Linked DNA regions of Zea mays: region 2 is linked to region 1. The links are chromatin contacts, called in public Hi-C maps. All regions are on one chromosome and are shown on one strand. The core of a region is the stretch at or near the end of the contact, and the rest is flanking DNA. Distances in the headings are between cores, read along the strand shown. Region 1 holds the start of LOC100273565 (zinc finger (C3HC4-type RING finger) family protein / BRCT domain-containing protein). Region 2 has its middle 63 kb from the start of LOC100281480.

What was found. Hi-C and Micro-C count contacts between places; a contact is called where the count stands out from the background.
Region 2: a contact with region 1 is called in a Hi-C map of ear, with 1.6 times the contacts expected there. The contact joins the enhancer-like site here to the promoter of LOC100273565 in region 1. A contact is called at or near these places in 2 of 25 Hi-C or Micro-C datasets (ear and tassel).

What each region holds. Positions count from the first base shown.
Region 1 is chr1:223,093,704-223,098,886 of Zm-B73-REFERENCE-NAM-5.0, forward strand. It overlaps LOC100273565 (zinc finger (C3HC4-type RING finger) family protein / BRCT domain-containing protein), which reads left to right and starts at 3,077. Exons shown (of 7, transcript NM_001360279.1): 1 at 3,077-3,281; 2 at 3,385-3,518; 3 at 4,020-4,161. The coding sequence starts at 3,144.
Region 2 is chr1:223,383,866-223,389,048 of Zm-B73-REFERENCE-NAM-5.0, forward strand. No RefSeq gene overlaps it. Among protein-coding and RNA genes, the nearest start is that of LOC100281480, 63 kb to the left of the region's middle. Within about 2 kb of position 2,981, at least 19 of the 20 cell types and tissues checked have an H3K27ac peak or open chromatin away from gene starts, as enhancers often do. A contact at or near this core is called in ear and tassel, where this site is marked.

The sequences.
Region 1 (5,183 bases), core at 1,827-4,326:
ATAAAGTTGCAGAGGCCTGATGGGTGCGATTAAGTCAGGGATCAGTCCATATGAGCGACTCGATCACGCCTCGCCCGAGCCTAGCCTCGGGCAAGGGCAGCCGACCCTGAGGGATTTCCGTCTCGCCCGAGGCCCCCCTTTAACGACGGACACATCTCCGGCTCGCCCGAGGCCTTGCCTTCGCTAAGAAGCAACCCTGACTAAATCGCCGCGCCGACCGACCGAGTCGCAGGAGCATTTAACGCAAAGGTAGCCTGACACCTTTATCCTGACGCGCGCCCCCCCGGCAGAGCCGAAGTGACCGTCGTCACTTCGCCGCTCCACTGACCGGTCTGACAGAAGGACAGCGTCGCCTGCGCCACTCCGACTGCAGTGCCACTTGACAGAGTGAGACTGACAGGCAGTCAGGCCCTGCCAAAGGCGCCATAGGAAACTCCGCTCCGCCCGACCCAGGGCTCGGACTCGGGCTAAGCCCCGGAAGACGGCGAACTCTGCTCCGCTCGACCCAGGGCTCGGACTCGGGCTAAGCCCCGGAAGACGGCGAACTCCGCTCCGCCCGACCCAGGGCTCGGACTCGGGCTAAGCCCCGGAAGACGGCGAACTCCGCTCCGCCCGACCCAGGGCTCGGACTCGGGCTCAGCCCCAGAAGACGACGAACTCCGCTCCGCCCGACCCAGGGCTCGGACTCGGGCTCAACCTTAGAAGGCGACGAACTCCGCTTCGCCCGACCCCAGGGCTCGGACTCCGCCCTGGCCTCTGCCGAACGACCTCCGCCTCGCCCGACCCAGGGGCTCGGGCTCGGCCTCGGCCACGGAAGACAGACTCAACCTCGGCTTCGGAGGAGCCCCCACGTCGCCCGACCTCGGGCGCGGGCCCGCCACGTCAACAGGAAGCGCCATCATCACCCTACCCCGAGCCGACTCGGGCCGCAGAGAACAAGACCGGTGTCCCATCTGGCTAGCTCCGCCAGATAGGCAATGATGGCGCCCCGCGTGCCCTGTGACGACAGCGGCTCTTAGCTCTCTTACGGAAGCAGGAGGACGTCAGCAAGGACTCGACCACTCCGACAGCTGTCCCTCCGCCAGGCTCCGCCACTCCTCCGACGGCCACGACATCACACCGACTGGGTGCCAAGATCTCTCCGGCTGCCACATCGGCATGTACTTAGGGCGCTAGCTCTCCCCCGCTAGACACGTAGCACTCTGCTACATCCCCATTGTACACCTGGATCCTCTCCTTATGCCTATAAAAGGAAGGACCAGGGCCTTCTTAGAGAAGGTTGGCCGCGCGGGGGCGAGGACGAGACAGGCGCTCTCCTGGGGCCGCTCGCTTCCCTCACCCGCGTGGACGCTTGTAACCCCCTACTGCAAGCGCACCCGACCTAGGCGCGGGACGAACACGAAGGCCGCGGGATTTCCACCTCTCTCACGCCCGTCTCCGGCCACCTCGCTTCCCCCCTTCGCGCTCGCCCACGCGCTCGACCCATCTGGGCTGGGGCACGCGGCACACTCACTCGTCGGCTTAGGGACCCCCCGGTCTCGAAACGCCGACAGTTATCTACTATAAAAAGCTAAAAGTCGTTTGGTTCAAATTGTTGTGAGTTGTCTATTGTGAAAAATTGTTTATGTACACTTTTTATTTTATTTATTCTAATATTTAATTATTTTAATATCATTTAATTTTATATTTGTCGTTTCTCTTCATTAATATATTAAATCAATAAATTAATTTTACAAATTCATTTTTGATGATTTTTAGTAAAAAATGTAATTTTATTTCGTTTATTTTAATACTTAATTATGTTTTACTTTTTATTAATATATTAGACTTGGATAAGGGCTCATATAAGGGCTTATAACCTTTAGCAATTAGAGATCTAAACAGAAGTGCTAAAAGATGTTAAAAGTGAAATACCAAACTTTGGCATTATTAGCAGTTTAGCTTTTCAAGATGTGCTAAGGTGGTCCAAGATGAGGAAAAGACATCTCCTCTTCTCACCCTATACTATCTCTTCCCACCCAACATTAGGCTGTCTTCGGTGGATCGTTTAAAATAGAGGACACAATATTATAGACGATACTGTTTGTAGAGTGAAGTTTGAAATAGAGTATGAAATAGGGGAGCTGCTGGAGACAACCTTATATAGGTATGAATGTCTTTTCTATATCTATATGCTAAACTTTCATTTGCATCCAAACACTACTCATGTGTTAAACTTTAGCTCTTCATTTGAGAGTTTTAAAGTTTAGCGCATGGGAACCAAACATGCTAAAAACTGATTAGTTAAAGTACTAATATAAAAATTTAACTCAACATATGCTTTAAAAGCATATTAAAAGACTTGAATCAACTGTAGCATCTTTAACAACGCGACCTATAAAAATACCCTATAATTTGAAAATACGTATAATTTATAGAATTTAGGGTACTAGTAAAGCCTCAAATTTAGATTACAGAGAAGTCCACTATAGTGTAATATATTTGATGTAAATGAGAGGATGCCCTATAATTTTTTGACCAAAATTTGAAAAATAAGGCATTGTTGAAGTAGTTTTTTCTACGTAGAGTTCTATATTTTTAATTTAAGGCATCAATTTGAGACATTGTTGCTTGTTGGAGATGTTTTTAGCGCCGTTATGGTTAGGTCGTGGTTCGAGTGTCCAACTTGCTTGTATTGTAGATCAAATAGCTGATCACTTTACCAATACTCATACACATATTCAAACTACACTTTATAAACAATGCAATCTACAATGTAAAATAATACAAAATGGTGTTTTTAGTGACCATATATGTGTAATATACAGTAGTTCATTCTATATAGTTAAAAAACACTTTTGTATCGTTTTATACTGTAGATTATATTATTTGTAGAGTATAGTTTGATTATGTATATGGGCTGTTTATGTATATGGGCTGATGGAGACGGTCTTAGCAGTCCATCGTATATCCACCCGCGCCACCTGAAAATTTTTAAACAAAATGGAGGGAAACATAAAGGGGGTTTCGTTTTCAGAAGTGTCGGGAAACTTCTTTCCCCACTCCTGTAGCGCCGCCGCCGCGTGCCCGTGAACCTCCCGCCTTCGTTCTCCCCTCCCGCTTGCCCCGGTAGTGATTTTCTTCCTTGGTTCACGGCGGATCCCATGCCGATCGACGGGATGGTGTCCGTGGTCGCGACCGTGAGTGGGTACCACGGCGACGAGCGGCACAGGCTCGTGAACCTCATCGCGGAGACCGGCGCCAGCTACGTAGGATCCATGAGCCGGTCCATCACCCACCTGGTAATCCACTACGCACCTCCAGCTGGCTGCGCATCGAATTTTAGTTGTGTGATTCGATTCTATGCGATGTGAATTGGATCTGGCGCGCACTACTGGCGGGCAGGTGTGCTGGAGGCTCGAGGGGAAAAAGTACGACATCGCGAGGAGGCTGGGGACGCTCGTCGTGAGCCATTGGTGGTTTACGGAGTGCCTTAGGGAGGGGAGGCGCCTCCCAGTGGACTCTTACTTGATGGTAAGGTAGGGACGATTTTTCTTCTAGTGTTCTGAAATTGTGACTTGGGGGTGTTTGGTTTTTAGGGACTAATTTTTAGTCCCTCCATTTTATTCCATTTTAGTTTCCGTATTTGGTAATTTAGGGACTAAAATGAAATAAAATGGAGGGACTAAAAATTAGTCCCTAGAAACCAAACACCTCCTTGATTAGACAAGTACACTGTTGTTTCCCTTGGCGAATCCATGGACAAAATGTGAAACTGGAAATAGTAATTATGTTTCCACAGAGTGCTGCCTTGATAGAACGAAATTGCTGTGGACAGTTATAATCCATCTCACATTTTGTTCTTAGATTTGTGTCAACATGTTGACAGTATTTCTCAGACAAGACCTTATCTTTCCTTTTGATTAATAGTTGCTAAGAAGCAGGGCCAGTCCCTGTACACTACAAGTCACATATGCTATCTTATTCTGTAAAAGTGTTGGCTACATTCTCAGAAACTTACATTTCTGCTTGGTACACAGTGGTGAAGAAGCAGGGCCAGTCCCAGAGTTGCCTACTCGTTCCCGTACACAAGGCAAAAAAAGTGCCATCATGGAGGACCGAGTTTTCCAAGAGTTACCTGATGATTTCTGGGACACTCCTCTAGCCAGAACCAGCTATAAAGTTAAGTTTGATGATTCTGATTCTGATTTTGAGTCTGCCCTACTAAAAGAAGTAAGAATCATTACCTTCATTTCATTTTGTCCCTGCATGCAGACTCATGATGTTGTATTGTCTAATCAAATGTGCAATTCATCATGTTTCTTATATCTCCATTGTACTTCTTCAATGCTATGTCTAGCATATGTATAATATTGCCCAATCATGGTTCAGCTAGACTTGTACTGCTTCATCTCTGGGATTTGCTTTCAGATTTTGAGCTGTAGCCTGGCATAGATGATAAACACCTTTTCAGTTTAGCCTCAAATGGCAAATACTTGGCCAAATCTACTTACAAAGGCTTTTTCCTTGGCTCAAGCTCCTTTGCATATTACAAGATGGTATGGAAATCATGGGCCCCGCCCAAATGCCGGTTTTTCATTTGGCTGGTTACTCAGAAAAGATGCTGGACAGCGGATAGACTTGCAAAAAGGAGCCTGGATCACCCGGAGAAATGTCTTCTTTGTGACCAAGAGGCTGAAACTATGGACCACCTCCTTGTGACATGTGTCTTTGCAAGAGAATTCTGGTATCTTTTGCTGAGACAGTTTGGGTTGCACTCTCTCGCACCACAGATGGCTGCTTCCTCCTTCCTAGGCTGATGGGAAAAGGCAGCAGGAGCAGTGAGCGGGCTTATAAAAAAGGGTCTTAACTCCCTTATCATCTTGGGTGCTTGGGCGATTTGGAATCACCGGAATAAATGTGTCTTTGATGGTTGGAATTCAAATATAACGCTAATCCTTAATTGGGCAAAAGAAGAGATGCATCGATGGGAAATTGCGAGGCATTTCCTACCTGGCAGCCCCCTTAGCTAAGCCCTAGGGGCTTTTCTGGTAGTGTGTGGTTTTTTCCTAGATGGATTCCTTCCTATATGCGCGTTTCTGGCCCCGTTAGGGGTCTTTTGTATTGGGCCTTCCTTTAGACCCTGGTTTCTTTTTCTTATTAATATAATGAGGCGCAGTTCTCCTGCGCGTTTTCGAGAAAAA
Region 2 (5,183 bases), core at 1,731-4,230, 290 kb after region 1:
TGTCCTGTGCGGTTATTATGTATGCGAATGGTGTCATGTGACCTTCCATTACATGGTCAATCGTGAGGATGTAAGTTCGCTATCATTGTCTATGTTGCAATTTTTATGTTATATTGTTGCTCATCACATTACTCTTAGCACTGCTTGCTTTTTGCTTTCATTGCAGGTTCCTAAATCCAAGATCAATGCTGAATGGTTAGAAAGAGATATGGTTTCCGTCGGCGTGGCTAAGGTTGTAAGAGACTTGCTTTACTTTATGCGTCGTGAAGTTCTTCATCAACAAGGGTTATTCTACAATACAAATGGAAATTTGCAACAATTCCCAGAACTAAGTTTGTACACGATATCACACAGTGTTTAGGTCTTTAGTTAGGAACTTTAGATGTTTAGTTGTCTATGGAACTTTGAGATGTTTAGTTGTCTATGGAACTTGATATGTGTATAAATCTGTGTATGACGATGGAACTTGATATGTGGATGAATCTGTGTATGGAACCTGTTATGGAACTTGATATGTATAAATCTGTGTATGCAATCTGTGCGAATCTGTGTATGAAATCTGTGTATTGAATCTGTGTTTGAAAATTCTGTATATGAATCTGTATATTGAAAACCGCCTGTGATTTATATTGTATGCAGTCGGACTTATATTAAAAACCGCCTGTGATGTGTGGCTAACACAAGCGGCTAGGATAAGAAACCGCCTGTGATGTGTGTCTATCACAGGCGGTTCCTTTGAACTGGACCGCCTGTAATGTGTGTCTATCACAGGCGATTTTTGATTGACCGCCTGTGATATTGTTTTACATCACAGGCGGTGCACCACAAGCGGTTCCTGGAACCGCCTGTGTAGAGGCTAACCAAACCGCCTGTACAGAGGTTTGTTGTAGTAGTGCACTCTCAAATTGAGGTGGAAGAGAGGAGATTTTTAAAGAGTAGGAATAGAGATGAGTATCAAGGCAAGATCGATGGACGACAAGGTGAGGGTGATAGCAAATAAAAACACTGCAAGGGATGGAATTAACACAAAACTTGTAAGGTGACAAGAAGTGAAAAGAAATCAAGGGAGTCGCAACTCTCGAACTGGGTTGAAAGAAAGGGGAGGCTTTTAAAGGATAAGTTCAAGGCAAGCATTTGGGTAGCGTACCTCAATATCGCAAGGGTCAAAGGCGATAACGGACAAGGGTATGAGAGAAATGAAGGCATGGGAGAGCCAATGGTATGAGTACAACAAAGAATGGAGTTGCGTCCAAGCTTACACGCGGTAAAGAAGAGGATGCAGCTAAGGGTGAGGTAAGTAAAACATCGCTCTCAAATTGAGATAGGAGATTGGTGATTTTAGAGAACGGACAAAGTGTAATTATCAAGGTAAGATCGAGAGATGAGAAAGGTAAAGGTAATACCCAACCAGAGCACAACAAAGGATGGAGTTAAAAACTCGCAAGCGACAAGGAAAATAATACGGCCAAGGGAAAAATAGGTAAAGTACAATGCTCAGATTGATATGAAAAGAGGAGATTTTAAAGGGCCGGTATAAGATAAACATCAAGGTAAGATATAGAGGTGATAAGGGTAAAGGTGATAATGATGAAAAACATAATCCATGGACAGAGTTAAGGCAAGACTCGCAAAGTGACGAAGTGGAGAAAACAATCAAGGATAAGATAAGTGAGGTTCCGACATAAGAGTTGAAGTAAGAATTCATTACCGAATGAAGATCCAAGGAAACAACAAGATTACCACATATGTGCAAAATAAAATGACCGCTCATGGATCATTAAGAAACAATGGTGGTCAAGGACATGTTAACTAAAATGTCTTCAACAGTCATTGGGGTATAAAAGTTAGCATACATAAGAATACATGAGTATGCAAAATTCCAAGGATACGGGCATACCAAGACAAGGGAATAGAAAAAGCCCAAGGATAACGACTTAACAATGGAATAGGAAGGGATCTCAGAAGACAAGAAGTTTGTGGACATATAGATTGAAATGTTTAAGTAGGTAGTAAAAATTCAGATGTAAGTATTTGAAACAAAAGTATTGAAGAGTCTAAGAGTACGAGCATGTCAATAACCAGGGAATAGAGATGGTCAAATGGTAGCAATTTAATAATGGAAGAGGAAAGAATCCCAAAAGACTAAAGGCTATGGCCAGGGGTCATCTACAAAGATGTTGCAAGCATAAGAGTGAGATCAGATCTAATAGAATGAATAGGTAAAACATAGACAATACTAGAATAAAATACATTAAGCAAGGGGATATATAGAAGCATGACATAGAATTAGTCGAGGTGACTAATATTTTGAAGCAGCATTAAGGATGAGGTGGAGTAATAATCAATAAGTTCTTAAAACGGCCAATGCTACTCTAGGATAGCGGTCCTACAGTCAACAAGGCTTTGATACCACTTGTGTCACACCCTATTTTTGAAGGTAAACCGAATGTGAACCATGTACGTGTTAGGATCAAAAATTCACGTACACAGGGATTACATAAATGACTCATCATAGCTCAAGCTCACACAATTTTTCTAATAATTTCTAGTGCTCTAATTTTATTACTAAAATTCCAGATAAACATTTTAAGTCACCTTTTATTCACCTAAAAACATCTATTTGCTAAAAAAATCCAAGAATGTTTCTACCAGAAATCCCTTGATTTTAGAAACCTAATAAAATTGGTCCTACGATTTTATCATTTTTATTCGATTTTTGGCTTAATTTCCAATCTTCCAGATAAAAGAAAAAGCTAAATCATATACAGTACTGGACCCAAACTAGTTTAGGCCTTGTTCGTTTGTGTCGGATTGGTGGGTCGGAACGATTCCAAGCCGGATTGCTTCTATAATTTATATAAACTTTGATTAGCCGGAATAATTCCGGGTGCAATCCGATGTAAACGAACAGGGCCTTACACGGCCCATGTACAGGCAAGCCGGCCTACGGCCATTGGCCCGCGCCCGAGCTGGCTGTTTTGCGCAAAGATCCCCGCCGCTTTGCTGAACCACACCAGAGACCTGGCCACTGTTAACCCGGGTCACTAACAGCAACAAATAAGCCCTTCGGCTTTCCTCCTTTCACATAACCTCAGCCACGACTCCGCCGCGGAGAGCTCCGGTGAGCCCACGCCGGATCGTCCACGGCGGCCCGACATAGTCAACGGCCACGGCATCAACACACTCTATGAACCAAAGCAAACTCATCCACGTGTTCAATTCAACCGCGGAGGCTCTGGACCCGGGTGACCGACGACGGCGGCGGAAGAGCTAGTCCGGCGAGTTCAATCTCGCGGCCACCGTGCGGTACAACTCTGACCAAGGGCATGGAGAGTATCACTGATCTACCACGACCACTGTGCTTACGCGAAAATAACTGGAGACAACACGAGTTACCGGGTTGGCCCAGAGGCTGTTCCCAGCGCAAATCCATGGAGGCGCGGCTATGTTCACTACCACATTCAACAGTAGAGCTCGAACAACGAATCTAGAGAGCTTCACTGACCTCTGAAGATCACGGGACGAGAACTATACGGGCGTGCAATTCTCTGGAACGTTCTGGCCACGGCGAGGTAGGGGTCTCGGTGGGTGTAGTCACCAACTCGAGAGCTGGCGTGCAAGGCTTTGGGGCAGACCCAGCTTGGTGATTGGAAGGGGAACTACCCAAACTTGAACACCAGCACTTCTTCACTCACTCGATGATTACAAGCTAGAGCTCGAGAGCAGGGATTCCCTCACTGGACCGTGCCCTAAAGCAATGAACAAGAATTTGTTCAGCACATGGTGGAGATAACTCTCAAGTTGCCAGCGCTGCATGGCTGATACACATGGCAAACAAGCATCCTCACCACACCAGCTCACAACTCAACACAAATATCTACCCTTGTCCATTTCTGCAGCTAATAAGCACAATAAATAAGTACTTCACTGCCCAAAACTCCCAAGCCAGTCCAAGCCTTGATATTTTTGCAGTATAGAGAGACCCCAGATCTTCAGGGATGTATCCCAACTCGAGCACATGGGTGGAGTACAGCAGAGAGAGGATCTTGTTCAGTTTCTCAAACCAAACTCTGAAGTTGACTGAAACAGCACTACTGCTCCATTCCCCTCCCCTTTGTTCAGTCCCTGTTATCTCATAATTCCCCATGGCAATAGACCCAACCTTATTAACCAAAGTTATTCTCCAACTATAAATCTAAAACCTGATGGAATGGTCGCTAGAGTGCCCCAAACTGGGTAACAAACACTGAAGTTTAAGTTTCAGTTAACTAAATAAAATTCAGTCATGGTCACTCTGACAGGCGATGTTTGGGTGTAATTTACTCCCAGTTCTATGTAACACCAAGTCTCCCTTTCTCCATGAAACTTGTTCCTATATACTTAGTCTCTAACTCTACTAGATGTTTCATAGTCTAAAACATAATAAAATGGTCACAATAGTGATCTAAAAAGGGCACCAATCACTGAAATTCAGTTATCTGTTAACTGAAGAAAAGTTCAGTCAGTGCAAACTGACAGTCCATTTTTGGGCAGCTTTGACTCCACTTTTTGTGTGTGATCAAGCCCAACTCACTTAAAGGAATTTGTTCACTAACATATATTATTAAAACTTGCTACATGAACTTTAGTCCAAAACTACCTAGAACAGGCACTACACAGCTCCAAAACTGCACTAAAAATACTGATTTCATATTGAAACACGATTCCCAATCTGAAAATTCAGAAGTCTGACAGCCCCTCTTTGGTCACCTTTTTCTCCTAGTTCCAAATGCTTCTAAGGCCAAGTGGCTTAATCAAATTGGTGCTCCACATGTTTCTCTACAAGTTTAGTACAATGACCATTAGCTAGAACCCCATGGATTCCAAACCACCAAAGCCCAAAGTTGGCATTAAACACACAAATTCAGACTTTGGTTTTTCACTAAGTCTAAAAAATCCAGAATTAAACACTACACTTTTGGACCACTGTTTCTACCACTTCCAAATAGTTTTAGGGGTATGAACCTTAAACAAACTTATACCCCAACATGGGGTCTTCCACATTGGTACATAAACGATAACCCATAGCTGTATGGATCAGCCACCAACAGGCTCCCAAAGTTGCTTCAGAATATAAAATCTCCAGTTTCAGATATTGCAGTCTGAAATTCAGATTCTGACATTCCCACTTTGGACCAGTTTTA